Linked DNA regions of Zea mays: regions 2 and 3 are each linked to region 1. A link is a contact called in public Hi-C data. All regions are on one chromosome and are shown on one strand. Each heading gives the region's core, a stretch centred on a gene start, on an enhancer-like site or on the middle of the called end of the contact. The rest is flanking DNA. Distances are from core to core; before and after follow the strand shown. Region 1 has its middle 42 kb from the start of LOC100191910. Region 2 has its middle 60 kb from the start of LOC100192755. Region 3 holds the start of LOC100192755.

Region 1 (4,509 bases), core at 1,416-3,915:
GGTAGCTCCTCTACCGCCCTTGCCCCTTTCGGGTAAGGTAGTCCTCCATTAGCTTTCCTAATTAGTCAGCCAAAGGCGTCCTCCATTAGCTTCCCGGGTGGTTGCTCCATGTTCCAATTAACAAAATGATCTTATCATGAACAATAAAAAATCCAACAATAGTGATAATACATGATCATAATTTAGAGGTAACATTATGTCACACCCGGTTCAGTATGAAAACCGAATGCGAACCATGTACGTGGTAGGATAAGAATTCACGTACACAGCGATTACATAAATGAACATCATTGCATATTGCTCGAGTAATAACATAGAGAGGTATTAACTTATTACATCATGATGTCGAAGACATCCACATAGTCATCAATTTAACAGGTAAGTCAAAGTGCTAAGGCGAAACGTAGTAAGATAAGGCCTTCACAAGCAGCTGACTGGGGGTTTGCCATGAACTCGGATCTAAAACTCATCATAGTCCTAAAACTCCTAGAAATCCTCCGATGTGCCTTCGTATTCTCCTGAGAAGTGGTTGCAATGAGGACAACCTGGTGTGTTGAAGCAAGGGTGAGTACACATCAACGTACTCAGTAAATGCCCCGTTTGGCTGAGGTGGACTAGCTTTATGTGGAGTTAAGCTCAAGGCGGTTGGCTTTTAGCTCGTTAGGTATTTATTACTAGTAGAAGCCATATTTTATGATAAAGACCCAAGTTATAATCCCAAAGGTACTTCCTCATAGAGAAAATAACAGAATTCATAATTAGAACTATCATCATTAAAGCCATCATCATCATCATCCGTAACCATAGTATCTCTAATCAAAGGAGCTCCTAAGGCCGCTCTTAACCGTGAGCATGATTAATATATTAGTTTTATTACTCTGTAGAGGTCGCACAATTTACCCATGTGCCGTGATTCTCTCTCTAGCCCGGGTTTGCAAGGCCCTTATTCACTTCCGAGGTGAGCAGGTAGGGATTCACTACAAAGCCTTTACAAAGATTCCCCAAAGGTATAGCCGACTATTAGATTTTACTAAATGTACAGTACTAAGGGGTGGACCACCCTTGGTAGAGCTAGTGATGTACACCGAGCCCCATTGACGACACAACGGCAAAGCAAATTACAACTCAGTTCCTCTAATTAGTTAGCAAAGGGCGTCTCATACCACCCTCATGGCTGCATTGTTTTCCCTGGTGGTCATCCAACGAATAGGTCCTTACGGAGAAGTACTCGGGAAATAGCTCAGCCTCCTTTAGTGTCATAATGCTATAATCATATCCAGAAATAAACAACGTATCATAAGGAAATCTCATCATGTTCATTGATTATAGTAGAGCACTAGCATAAAGCTAATCATAGACAGTGTAACCCAAATAGGTTATCAAGGATATGACGAACAAAAGACTAGTAAATTCTTAGGTATTAATTATATAATGCAGGGAAATGAATTATAAAGTGAGTAGGACATAAATAGGCCAGAGGACACTTGCCTTCTCCAAACAGCTGCTGCTCAAGGTCTTCTCCCGCAACTTCCCCGGATTCCGCGAACGAACAGTTATCTACGCGAGTGCAAACATACATTCAACATTCTCAAAACAAAAGGAAACAATACACCATACAATAGAACAAATCATTTAATACGCAACGCAATATCGAACTCGCATTTACGATGGCGCAAGATAAGGGAATTGCGAAGGCAATAACTACTGTTAAGGGATATCATGTTTGTGCTAAACGAATATGAACTAGAGTATTTAGTTTGACACAATTATATTGATCGACATCTATCAGGCGCAAAATAAAATGGTTACTTACTATTGATTAATTTGCTACTCAAATAATTATCAATTAAATAAGTAATTTAATTAGCACGAGCGACTCTAGGTAAAACGAACTATCGATGCACGACAAGGCGCAAGGCGCATGCCGCACGAAAACGATGCACCTGACGATGAAAACGTGCATGAGGGGGGTAGATGGGCGTGAACAGTGGTAGACGGACATTGACGGAGACCCAGTGACGCGTTGTGCGCACGCGAGTGCGAGAGCGGCAGCGACACTGGTATGGCAATGAGCGTGGCGCTGCAGTGCGTAGCGCGCGTGAGCTCGGACGTGAGCCGTTGCATAAAAGTTCCGCACCGGCTGGCCACGAGCCGCCACGCAGGCAGGCCGCGAGCCGTGGGCAAGCTGGCTACGGGTCACCGCAGAGGCGCGCTGGGGTGGGGTTGACTGAGATCTCGCCGACGCCGTGAGCTGGACCATGTAGGGGCACGTACTACCGCGCAGGGATGCGGGCCGCGCCAGGGCTGCTGCACAGGGCGCTGCCACGACTATGGCCGCACACGGTCGAGCATCGGCTGGGGAGCAGAGGGGAAGGGGAGAGCTCAATTCAACAAACATGGGAGCAGATGGGCGCTCTAGGTGGGCGTGAGGTGCGGCGGTTCTTGCGTGGGGTAGGGAGAGGAGCGTGGTAGAGAAGGGCGCGGTTTGGGGGATAGGCTCTACACAAATAGTCGAACCCTTGACAACGAACTGGGTGGAGATCGTGGGGCGGGCTGCGCGCACGCCGAGGCAGCGGGCAGGCACGAGGTATGCGCGTGTGTCGGTTGGGGAAGATGCAGGCTCATAGTGGGGCCCATTGGCGAGGTGGCGGTGGTTGGGCGCGCATCGCGCGACGGCTTGGGCCGCATAACGGCTCCGACTTGGACCACGCGAGGAGGCGGGGCGTGCCATGGGGCTGGACCGCTCGGGCAGCTAGTGGCCCAAGAGAAAGGGGGAAAGGAGAAAGAGGGCGTGCGCTGGGCCGCGACACCGAGATGGGCCGCGCCGGGCAGGTGGGTCGCGAGGGGAAGAGGGACAACCTTTCATGTTTTCTATTCTTTTTCCTCCACTATTTGAGAGCAAATTATTGACCAAATAATTGCTCAATTCAATCACTCATCAACACAGAAATAAATCTAAGCTCCGGCATGATGAAACAACCAAGGCTTCTTTTAGGGTTTTACATGACATCAAAATAACTCCTACTACTTCGAAAGAGGCAGAACAGAGCGAAAAGAAAGAGGAAAGAGAAGATAACACCTGAATTCGGTGGATATTACTGAACAAATTTTATACCCCCAATTGAGGGTGTTACAAACCTATCCCCCTTAAAAGAATACCGCTCCGAGATTCAAGGTTGGCCACCAAAGAGTTCAGGATATTTGACTTTCAGGTCTTCCTCTTGTTCCATGTTGCTTCTTCTTTAGAGTGTTGACCCCATCTAACTTTGCACATTTCGATGGAGTTCCTCCAGATGACTTTGTCTGAAGTCTCTAGAATCTACGTTGGTCTCTCTATGTATGTTAGGTCTTTTTGGACCTCCATGCCTTCCACTGGAAACTACTCTTCTAGCACTCGCAGACACTTCTTCAACTGAGACACATGGAAGACATCATGCATCGCTGACAAACTTTCCGGTAAGCTAAGCTGGTAAGGCACTTGACCACACTTTGCTAGAATTTGGTACAACCCAACATATCGAGGTGCTAACTTGCCCTTGACTCCAAACCTTCCAACTCCTTTGATAGGTGACACCTTCAGATAGACATAATCCCCCACTTCAAAATTAAGTTCTCTTATTCTTGTGTCAGCATAGCTTCACTGCCTTGACTATGCTATCTTCAGATTCTCCCGAACCATTTTGATATTCTCTTCAGCTTCGAGAAAAATGTCGGGGCCAAGCACTTATCTCTCTCCAGGTTGATCCCATTGAGTGGAGTTCTGCAACACCTTCCATAAAGCGCCTAAAACGGTGACATCTTTAAACTGGCCTGTTACTGATGTTGTAGGAGAATTCTGCATAGTGTAACCTTTTGTCCCATCTTGACTTGTCTTGTAACGCGCAGGCTCTCAACATGTCCTCTAAGATCTGATTAGTCCTTTTTGTTTGATTGTCTGTCTACAGGTGGTAAGCTGAACTGAAGTTTAAATGCGTGCCCAAGGCTTCTTGTAGCTACTTCCAAAAATGAGAGGTGAACTGTGTCTCTCGATCTGACACTATCTTCTTCGACACACCATGTAAACAGACAATCCGAGACATGTATTGCTCTGCTAATACTACACTGGTGTAGCTAGTCTTGCAGGTATGAAGTGAGCCGCCTTTGTTAAGCGGTCCACTACTACCTAGATGGAATCATAGCTGGCTAGAGTGCGAGGTAACCCAAATATAAAGTCCATCCCGATCTCATCCTATTTTTATTGAGGAATTTATAGCGGCTGCAGTAGACAGGCTGGTTTTTTATGTTCTGCCTTGATTCTTTGACAACTATCGCATATAGCCATGTTATGCAATTTCCCTTTTCATCTCGTACCTCCGAAATTTCTTCTTTAGATCCTGATACATCTTCTCGCTCCCGAGGTGTATGCATACGCTGTCTCATGAGCTTCTTTGAGGATTAACTCCTGAATGGACTTGATATTGGGGACACACATGCGGTCTTTGAACCATACCACGCCTTCTACATCTTCTC
Region 2 (4,533 bases), core at 304-2,803, 130 kb after region 1:
CCTTCTTTGTGCTTCCTTCTTCTGCCTCTTGTTATCTGGCTCGAAGGTACCTCCATGATAGGGAATATTAGTTGGACTTGATCTTAAGGGGCGACAATAGAGCTGGTGTCACCGGTTGTGCTCCTCTTCGAAGGCATGGTGAAGAGTTTCTATTGGCCATGAATTTAACAAAGAGTTGGGCAGCAATGTTGGTCAGCTGTTAAGGCTCTTGTAAGAAACCAAAACAGGGCAACACAATTAAGTCGATCATACCTTCTCCCTTCTTGAACTCATAAAGAGAGGACACATAGTGTTGGGGCCTTCATCTTCCGAAGGTCCTCAAAAACATGATTAACAATGTTTCATAAGTGTAATATATGTACAGGAACCTTCAGACTCGGAATGAAGCTGTACACAATATGAAAAGCATGGTCGGGACGAAGGTTGAACCAGATCCGAAGCTACGCGCAAGAAAGCTTCGGCTTAGTAGCAGAAAAAGAAACCGAATTAAAGAGGAAAAGGCTATCTAGTCCTCGATAGATTGTCCTTAAGTCAATAGTAAACATAAAGGGCACGAATGTAATTCTACACAGGCTGCGCCTTATGCCTATAAATAGATGAACAGTGCCCCCGTACTGTTCACGCTGACTTGTATTCATTCGTGCGTCACGCTTGGACTTTTGCCTTCTGTCAAGCCGAAGGTACAAATGTAATTCAACATTGTCCATGTTTATTCATGATGTTATAGAAAAGATATATTAATGATGCCATATGATTATTCATGTCATTTCTCATGTTTGATATGCCTCGTCTTTTAGCATATACTGTGATGATGAAGGTACGTTCTTCATAACCTTCGTCTGAAGATCATTATATCCCAAGAGAAATAATGCTTCGAAGGACGAAGGACTTTAACCATTAATATTTTTATGTTGTCTTGCTCTTGACTCATAGCATTTGAAAACAAGTCACCAACGCATAGGAAGAAGGTCAAGTAAGCATAAATAATATGAAGGAAAAAATATAAATACAGAAGTCTCCATATGCATTCGCAATCTTCCATTATCATTTTCATAGTCATGAGTTATTACAAAGTTAAGTCCCTCGCTATACTTTCTTTCCCTATGCTTAATTGTCTACTACCGCGTCTAGACCTAAGCAAAGGAACGAAGTGCAAATGAGAAACCTAAATAAAGGACAAACAGTAATGTTTGACAAAACAAATTAGAAGGAAAATAGTTTTCATATTACTTTGCTACAAGAAAAATCGAAACAAAAACGCAAAAAAGAAAATCTTTTTGTGCCCAATAGAGAAATAAGATTAGATTGAATCGAAGAGGATTGAAGAGGATTAAATCCTTTTATATTGAATTTTGAATAGAAATAGATTTAACTCTTTTCAATTTACTTCGATCGAGACGTAATGTTGTTGTCCAATTGAGGATAGTAATTCGGTCTGGCGCATGCATGTACAGATTGACATCGACTGAAATACTGGGTCGGTGTGGCGTGACGCACGAGCATGGCTTCCGCGCACGCGGTAGTCCAGGGCCGCACGCCACTGCACTCGCTCAGGACACGAGTAAAGGCCCTGGCCTGCACGCACGCACGTAGGACACGAGTTCCATGCATATGATCCATGGGCTGCCGCCTGCCCTGCTCTTGACGGAACCGGCAGGCGGGGCGGCGATCCACGCGAACGAGTACTGCTGGACTGGCTCACATACGCAATGACATGCTGTACGTGATATGTCCGTCTGCAGGGCTCTCTACACTGCTAGACCGGGTCTCTTTCAACCCTTTCCCTCTCTCAAACGGTCACTTAGACCGAGTGAGCTTCTCTTCTCAATCAAACGGGACACCAAGTCCCCATAAGGACCACCACACAATTGGTGTCTCTTGCCTTGATTACAATTGAGTTGGAAACAAGAAAGAAGGAAGAAGAAAAGCAATCCAAGCGCAAGAACTCAAATGAACACAATTGTCTCTCTCACTAGTCACTATTTGATTTGAATGATCTTTGGACTTGGGAGAGGATTTGATCTCTTGTTTGTGTCTTTGAATAAAGTCTAGAGCTCTTGTATGAGATTTGAAGGCTGAAAACTTGGATGCATTGGAGTGTGGTGGTTGGGGGGTATTTATAGCCCCAACCACCAAAAGAAATGTTGGTGAGGGCTTCTGTCGTATGGTGCACCGGACAGTCCGATACGCCATCGGACACTGTCCGGTGCGCCAGCCACGTCACCAGGGCGTTGGGTTCCGACTGTTGGAGCTTCTGACAACGGGGCCACCGGACAGTCACTATTCACTGTCTGGTGCGCCTTCTGCGCCTTCTCTGACTTCTGTGCGTTTCACTGTAGCGTTGCAGACGACCGTTGGCGCGGACGACTGTTGCTCCGCTTGGCACACCGGACAGTCCGGTGAATTATAGCGGAGCGGCCTCCCCGAATTCCCGAAGGTGGCAAGTTCAGATTGGAACTCCCTAGTGCACCGGACACTGTCCGGTGGTGCACCGGACAGTCCGGTGTGCCAAACCAGGGCTGCCTTTGGGTTATCTTTTATTCTTTTTATTTGAACCCTTTCTTGGACTTTTATTGGTTTGTGTTGAACCTTTGGCACCTGTAGAACTCATAATCTAGAGCAAACTAGTTAGTCTAATTAATTTGTGTTGGACAATTCAATCACCAAAATTCATATAGGAAAATGTGTAAGCCTATTTCCCTTTCACCATGAATTTAACAGAGGTAGGCAGTAATGTTAGTCAGCTGTTAAGGCTCTTGTAAGAAACAAAAAACAGGGCAACACAATTAAGTCGATCATACATTCTCCCTTCTTGAACTCATAAAGAGAGGACACATAGGAAGAAGGTCAAGTAAACATAAATAATATGAAGGAAAAAAATATAAATACAGAAGTCTCCATATGCATTCGCAATCTTCCGTTATCATTTTCATAATCATGAGTTATTACAAAGTTAAGTCCCCCGCTATACTTTCTTTCCCTATGCTTAATTGTCCACTACCGTGTCTAGACCTAAGCAAAGAAAGTGCAAATGAGAAACCTAAATAAAGGATAAACAGTAATGTTTGACACAACAAATTAGAAGAAAAATGGTTTTCATATTACTTTGCTACAAGAAAAATCGAAACAAGAATGAAAAAAAAGAAAACCTTTTTGTACCCAACAGAGAACTAAGAATAGACTGAATCGAAGGGGATCGAAGAGAATTAAATCCTTTTATATTGAATTTTGAATAGAAATAGATTTAACTCTTTTCAATTTACTTCGATCGAGACGTAACGTTGTTGTCCAATTGAGGATAGTAATTCGGCCTGGCGTATGCATGCCCAGATTGACATCGACTGAAATACTGGGTCGGTGTGGCGTGACGCGCGAGCATGGCTTCCGCGCACGCGGTAGTCCTGGGCCGCACGCCACCGCACTCGCTCAGGACACGAGTGAAGGCCCTGGCCTGCACGCACGCACGCAGGACACGAGTTCCATGCATATGATCCATGGGCTGCCGCCTGCCCTGCTCTTGACGGAACCGGCGGGCGGGGCGGCGATCCACGCGAACGAGTACTGCTGGACTGGCTCACATACGCAATGACATGCTGTACGCGATATGTCCGTCCGCAGGGCTCTCTAGTCTCTACACTGCTAGACTCTACACTACTACTCTACTGATTGGATTTAACTCTGTATAGTAAAGAGTAGTAGTAGTGTTGGTGTGAGTTCTTATTTTGCGTGGGTATTTGGACTCTTGGCAAGGTTTATTTCATTTTTGCGCAAAACTAATTAATTAAGCTCAATATATCAAAGTCAAGTAGTAGTGATGATGTGAGTTCTTATTTTGCTTGTATATCTCTATGGTTAAAAATAGAAAGGGGATAGTTTATATTAAGTTAAAAATATTTATATATACTTAGCATAATTGTGTATATATTATGTATACTGTTGGATCTTTTATGGGCTTGGCTCATTTATTAAATAAACTTTATGGTGTGTAATGGTAGAGAATATCAATAGTATCATATTGGAAGTCCAAGGGTCCTTGGCTTGACTTGTATGGTGGGAATTATTCCACTTAATTTGAGAAGTCAAGAAACGAACAAGCGTGCCACACGCGGCGCGCGACGCCGCCGCCGCCAGGCAGGCAGGCAGGGAGGGTTTTACGTTCTGCAGATTATATATGTTTCATATATTCATCTCTGTTGTTTCGTATGTAGCCATAGATTTATCAAATTATTTTGTCATATTATATCATGACATGTCTAATGTCTATTCATGCTAGTAATATGTTATATCTGTTTATTTTCAATTGTTCTGTCATGCCGTTTATATTGCTATCTGTTTATTTTCAATTGTTCTGTCAGTTTATATGCTTATTATATTTATATATTTATATGATTCATATGTTTTATGTTCTCATGATCCATATTGTTATGGATATATTTGATATCATGATTTCTATGATTAATCATCTTTTATATGGCATCATCATAATGGTAATTTATGGAATTAAAATGATATGGAAAATGCCTATATTTCTAA
Region 3 (4,929 bases), core at 2,054-4,553, 190 kb after region 1:
CATGGCCTAAAAAGTGTCGCGAGGCAGGGAGCAGCCGCGTGTCCGCCTGCTGCTGCTGGAATGGCGCGGTGGCCGCGCGCGGTGACGGTGATCCATGCATCCTCCTGTCCTATGTACAACCTCAAAGCTACTACGACTACTACTGTGGTTTTTATACTCCGTATATATGAGAACTACAAGTCGGCAAGGCTGGTCTCGCCTGCTCTTGCCAAGCAAAGTGAGTAGTTACACGGCGCTGGCTGATGCATGCGTGACACGGTGGCTAGCTAGCTGTTGATCCCGGCCGGCCCGTGGACGAACCCGTACGCGTACGTGTGTTTGCGTTGCATCCCAAACAAGTGCTCGGTTGCTGTTGCCGTGGACGATCGATCGATCGGCCCACGCATCACATCATCATTCATTCCGGCCGGATCGATCGGGCACTGTGGAAGCAACGAAACCGCGCGCAGCCGCCACTGTGGCTTGGCCTTGGTGGCAGCAGGAGGACGCAGCTGCGGCCGGTGGGGCAGGGGCGGAGGCGGAGGCGGAGGCGCGGAGCAAGCAGCACAGCTGCTACTCCATGCATGCATCCCTGAGATTCAAGGCATCAAGCAAGCGTCTGCGTCTCTGAGACTCTGACTCTCTGTAGCGACTAGTGGTGGGCGAGGGTCGAGTGGTCGACGCAGTAAGCTCAGGTCAGGGCCACTGGGCCAGCATCGATTTTATGGCAAGACATGGGCGCGCGCGAGATGGGCACCCACAGTCGACTGCCCCTCTGCATGTGGCCCTGGCACCCCGCCTGCAGGCCTACACAACACAACAGCGGGAGCAGTCGGCTGCAGAGGATCCCGTCCCCAGAAGGCCAGAAGAAAACCTCGCGCTGGTAGCATATGTGGCTCATACAGATAATCCGTTTTCGACCAAATCTGGACGTACGGTCACGGATGATATGCAACCAAGTTTCTAGGCAAAAAAGCAAAAAAAAAAACAGAGATATGCAACCAATGACGGACGCACAGTTCACATCCCCGCGGGTAGCAACGTTGGCGTGGGCCGCGGGGCCCTTCCTTGTCCCGGCTCACAAACGCAAGCCACGAAGCGACCCAGAGCACCTGCACCAGTCTGCGTACCGAGACGGAGGAAGCCACACCAAAGGTATGCAGCACCGGATCCACACCGCCTGAACTGCACGCAAATCAACTGCTCGTCTGCTCCACAATATTTCCTCGATCGGCAGCGTGGCATTGCATGGCATGGCAGGCACCGCGGACTGGGACTGGGAGGGCACGCTGCTTTTTCCCGTGGGCTGTAACGGCTTTTGTCGCCTTCTCTCCAAACGCGTGGCCGCGCAGGATGGGCCGAGACGGACACCGTGACAGGCCCCGGCCCTGTGTGCCTGTCTGGCTGACCGCCCAGCACCGCCGCACCACGTCGCCTCTCTCGGCTCTCGCTCCGCCTTTTGCAGCAGAAAGCGAAGCGGGGGGGTCTCGACCTCACGTCACGTCTCGCTCTCGCCGCGCTCCGTGAACAGGACACGGCAGAGCCGACCAGCCGTGCTGCTTCCGCTACTTTTACTACCAGACCAACGGTGAATTTTTTTTTCACTACCTAGAAGGCTAGAACTAGATATGCCGTGCTTGCCCTCGCTCCGTCGCTCGCTTTATGCCAATAATAATGTTACCTCAGCATGCCATGCCAATTGCCAACTATAACCACAGGTGCCGTAGTACAGAGGACAAATGGAGGGCGAGAAACGGACAGAAAAAAAAAAGGAGTAAAAACTGACGTTGCGGACGCTAACTGACAAGTGACAAGAAACGGACGACCGCCAGCGCGTCACGGCGCCGGGGCCGCCGCGGCGCCGTCGGCATTAGCGTGGGGCTGCGGCGCCGCGCCGCCGCCGACGCCGACCACGTCGAGCCACCGGTCCATGGGCGTGCACTCCGCCTTGTGCGCCATCTTCCAGTGCAGCGCCTGGCACGCGCGGGAGCAGTAGTTCACCAGGCCGCACACGGAGCACCGCCTGAACTCGTGCCGCCGCGTCTCGGGCCGCCCGCACAGCGCCTGCGAGCACAGCCGCAGCGCGCCGGCGCCGTCCTCCTCGGGCGAGGAGCCGCTCCCGCCGCCCGCCGCCACCGCCGCCGCCGTACCCAGCGGCCGCGACGCGAACCAGTCCGCCAGGAACCGGTTGGCCGCGTGCGGCTCCCCGGCCGCGGCGCGGCACCCGAAGTCGCTCAGGAGGCACGAGTGACGCCGAGTCGGGTGGGGCGCCGCCTTGCCGAGCAGCTGCGGCGGCGGCGAGGCGGCGACCGCCGCGAGCTCGCGCGCGTTCGCCTGGATCAGGAGGCGCCGCCCGTCCAGCACGGACCGCCGCACGCCGTAGCCGTCCTGGAGGCAGTGCCCCAGCTCGCGGAGCGCGCCCACGTGGCCCAGCGACGCCGCGCGCGCGCACAGCGCGGCTCCGGCGCGGAGGTCGCGGTCGTCCTTGCCCCCGCCGCTGCCGTTGAACTGGACCACGGCCAGCGAGTAGAGCGCCTCGCGGTGCCCGCCCACCGCCGCCGCCGCCATCAGCGCCGCGCCCGAGCCGCGGATCCCCAGGCAGTAGAACCGAATCTGCATCCATCCATGCATCGAGCGCCGTCAGCGCGATCCAACGCAACGCCTAGCTAGCCGGGACGGCAAAAGACGATTCCTCCTCTGTACAAGTCCAACGATTGTAGCTTCCTGTCCTTACCATGCCAAGGAGGTAGCACGCTTCCAGGCTGCCCGCGTCGGCGCAGCGCTGCAGGAACCGGTGCGCCTCCTCCGACCAGGCCTTGGCGCGCACCGCCAGGCACCGCGGCGACGCCCGCGCCAGCACCACCTTGCTCTGCCCGAGCTCCCTGAACCTCTTGCACCTGCGCACGCACAGAAGTCGAGGTTACAACTCCAACTCCAATCGCCCGTCGACTTCCCGGCTCACGTCACCTTGCACAAAACAGGCACAACATATTGTACATATACTGGACGTACGTGAGCATGGCGCCGGCGAGATCGGCCGGCGAACTGGCGGACGCGGCGACGTCCCGTAGTATGGAGACGACGAGATCGTCAGGCAGCTCTTCGAACATGTCTCTGCCCACCGGGCGGACACCTGGAGTGCCGGCCGCCGCTGGCGACCCCTCGGCCGCCGCCGTCCTGCGCCGCTTCCGGCGTTGCGCCTCCGGCCCCTCGCCCGGCGCCGTGGCCGCCGCCGCCGCGTGGCAGGCACCGCGCCTCGTCTTCATAGCCGTACGTTCTTTTTTTGTGGCGAACCGTTCCTAGTTGCAGTTCTTTGGTGATGAGAGGGAGAGAGAGGAGAGGAGAGGAGAGGAGGGGGTGCCTGTATCTGTTATGGCGAAGGTGCCGGAGGAGGACAGTTATATATAGTATAGGATAGGAAGCCCAAGGCAGGCAAGGAGAGGAGCACAACTGCACAACATGGTCGTCGCGTCGTGGCGTGGGGTGGGCGAGGAAGGGGAAGCGCCGAGCGCGGGTTCGGTTCCACCACTCCGTTTCCGTTCCGTTGCGGGTTCGGTCAACAGGGACGCTGACCGGAGGGGAGGGTTGCTTCACGGGGAGCACGCTTGGATGCAAAGCCTCTCCTTTCTTGATACTCCCCCCACCCTCCTCTCTCTTTCTCTCTCTCTCATGTCCTTTTTTTCCCCACTCTCTACCTTTCTATGTTCTATCTATCTCTCTTCTCAGCTTTTGAGGCACATATCTCCTCTCTTTTTTCTTTCCGTTTTTTTAATTTCCTTCAGTTTTAAAGAGAGAGGAAACCTGGAGGTGGTGGGGCACTGAGGACTGGACCCATTCATGCATGATTGTGGTGGCCTCCTGCCAATGCATCAGTGCAATTTCCACCCTCCTTGGCTTTGCTTTTCTCGGGCTAGGTTGTTTGCCTGGTTTGTTTATTATTCGTTGCTGGTTCTATTTCCTGGTCCCTGATAAAGGAGAGAAAGAGGGAGTGTGTGTGGGGGCCATGGGGTTTGTTCCTCCTGTCCTCCCTCCCCTCGTATATGGTTTGGTAGCATCATCAACCATCAGTCAGTCAGTCACATAGCTAGGGTTGGTGACATGGAAATCTTGCTGGATGCTGACACGGTTTTTGGCATGGCATCGGCATGCATGTCAGATTGCAGCGGCAGTCACATAGGGGGAGGATTGATGCCGCAACGAATGGAAGCCGTGCTTCCTTGCTTTCATGTGATTGGTGCTGTGTATTGCTAACAATTGAAGCTTTGGCTGCCTAATCTGGTGCCCCCCCTCCCCTCCATAGCATAAATAAATGGAATTAAATTAGCCTGCCGGTGATTGTTTTGGCTCTAAGGAAATGGTTGCTTGGGCGCACTGCAGAATTTGGTGGGCGTTACTGATTTTGATTAACCAACCTGCTGATTATTACGCTCCTCTCCATGATTGCTTTCGTGGTTTTTTTTTGGCGAGAACGGCGGGTAGAGAGGTACGGTATCGCTGCCGAGGGAAATTAGCTACGTTGTTGTCCCTCGTCATGCCATTTATTTGGCATCTTTTTGCCAAATCCATTGCTTGATTTTTATTATCTGACAGCTTATTATTTCGTATCACCCTTCTTTAAGTTGCTTGATTTGTTGCATTGGTTAAAGTTTTTTGTTCAAGACCACCAGCGCACAATATTTCATTTTAAATCTGAGATGATTCGGCAAGGTTAACGCTATCCTTTTTTTGTTTGAAGGCGGCAGCTAGCTATTCACAGTTTTCTTGCTAACTAAGCCGAGCGAGAGCGCGTCCGGTGAGAATGGAAACTGTGAAGAGCTCCATTAAAAAAAACGAGAGACGTTTTGATCCTTGCCATAAAAAGTGAGACGTTTTGATGGGGAGGAAAAGACAGGTGGAGCATTAGAAGTATTATTTATGCATGTTCGTATGAAACCTCGTTAGCATTGACAA

The links. Hi-C and Micro-C count contacts between places; a contact is called where the count stands out from the background.
Region 2: a Hi-C map of leaf shows a contact between it and region 1, with 3 times the contacts expected there. The contact joins two enhancer-like sites. A contact is called at or near these places in 3 of 25 Hi-C or Micro-C datasets (bundle sheath, ear and leaf).
Region 3: a contact with region 1 is called in a Hi-C map of leaf, with 7 times the contacts expected there. The contact joins the promoter of LOC100192755 here to the enhancer-like site in region 1. A contact is called at or near these places in 2 of 25 Hi-C or Micro-C datasets (ear and leaf).

The regions. Positions count from the first base shown.
Region 1 is chr2:74,751,932-74,756,440 of Zm-B73-REFERENCE-NAM-5.0, reverse strand. No RefSeq gene overlaps it. Among protein-coding and RNA genes, the nearest start is that of LOC100191910, 42 kb to the left of the region's middle. Within about 2 kb of position 2,665, at least 19 of the 20 cell types and tissues checked have an H3K27ac peak or open chromatin away from gene starts, as enhancers often do. A contact at or near this core is called in bundle sheath, ear and leaf, where this site is marked.
Region 2 is chr2:74,618,886-74,623,418 of Zm-B73-REFERENCE-NAM-5.0, reverse strand. No RefSeq gene overlaps it. Among protein-coding and RNA genes, the nearest start is that of LOC100192755, 60 kb to the right of the region's middle. Within about 2 kb of position 1,553, at least 14 of the 20 cell types and tissues checked have an H3K27ac peak or open chromatin away from gene starts, as enhancers often do. A contact at or near this core is called in bundle sheath, ear and leaf, where this site is marked.
Region 3 is chr2:74,559,516-74,564,444 of Zm-B73-REFERENCE-NAM-5.0, reverse strand. It overlaps LOC100192755, which reads right to left and starts at 3,303. Exons shown (of 3, transcript NM_001367490.1): 1 at 2,992-3,303; 2 at 2,714-2,876; 3 at 1,657-2,592. The coding sequence starts at 3,245. The coding sequence ends at 1,816.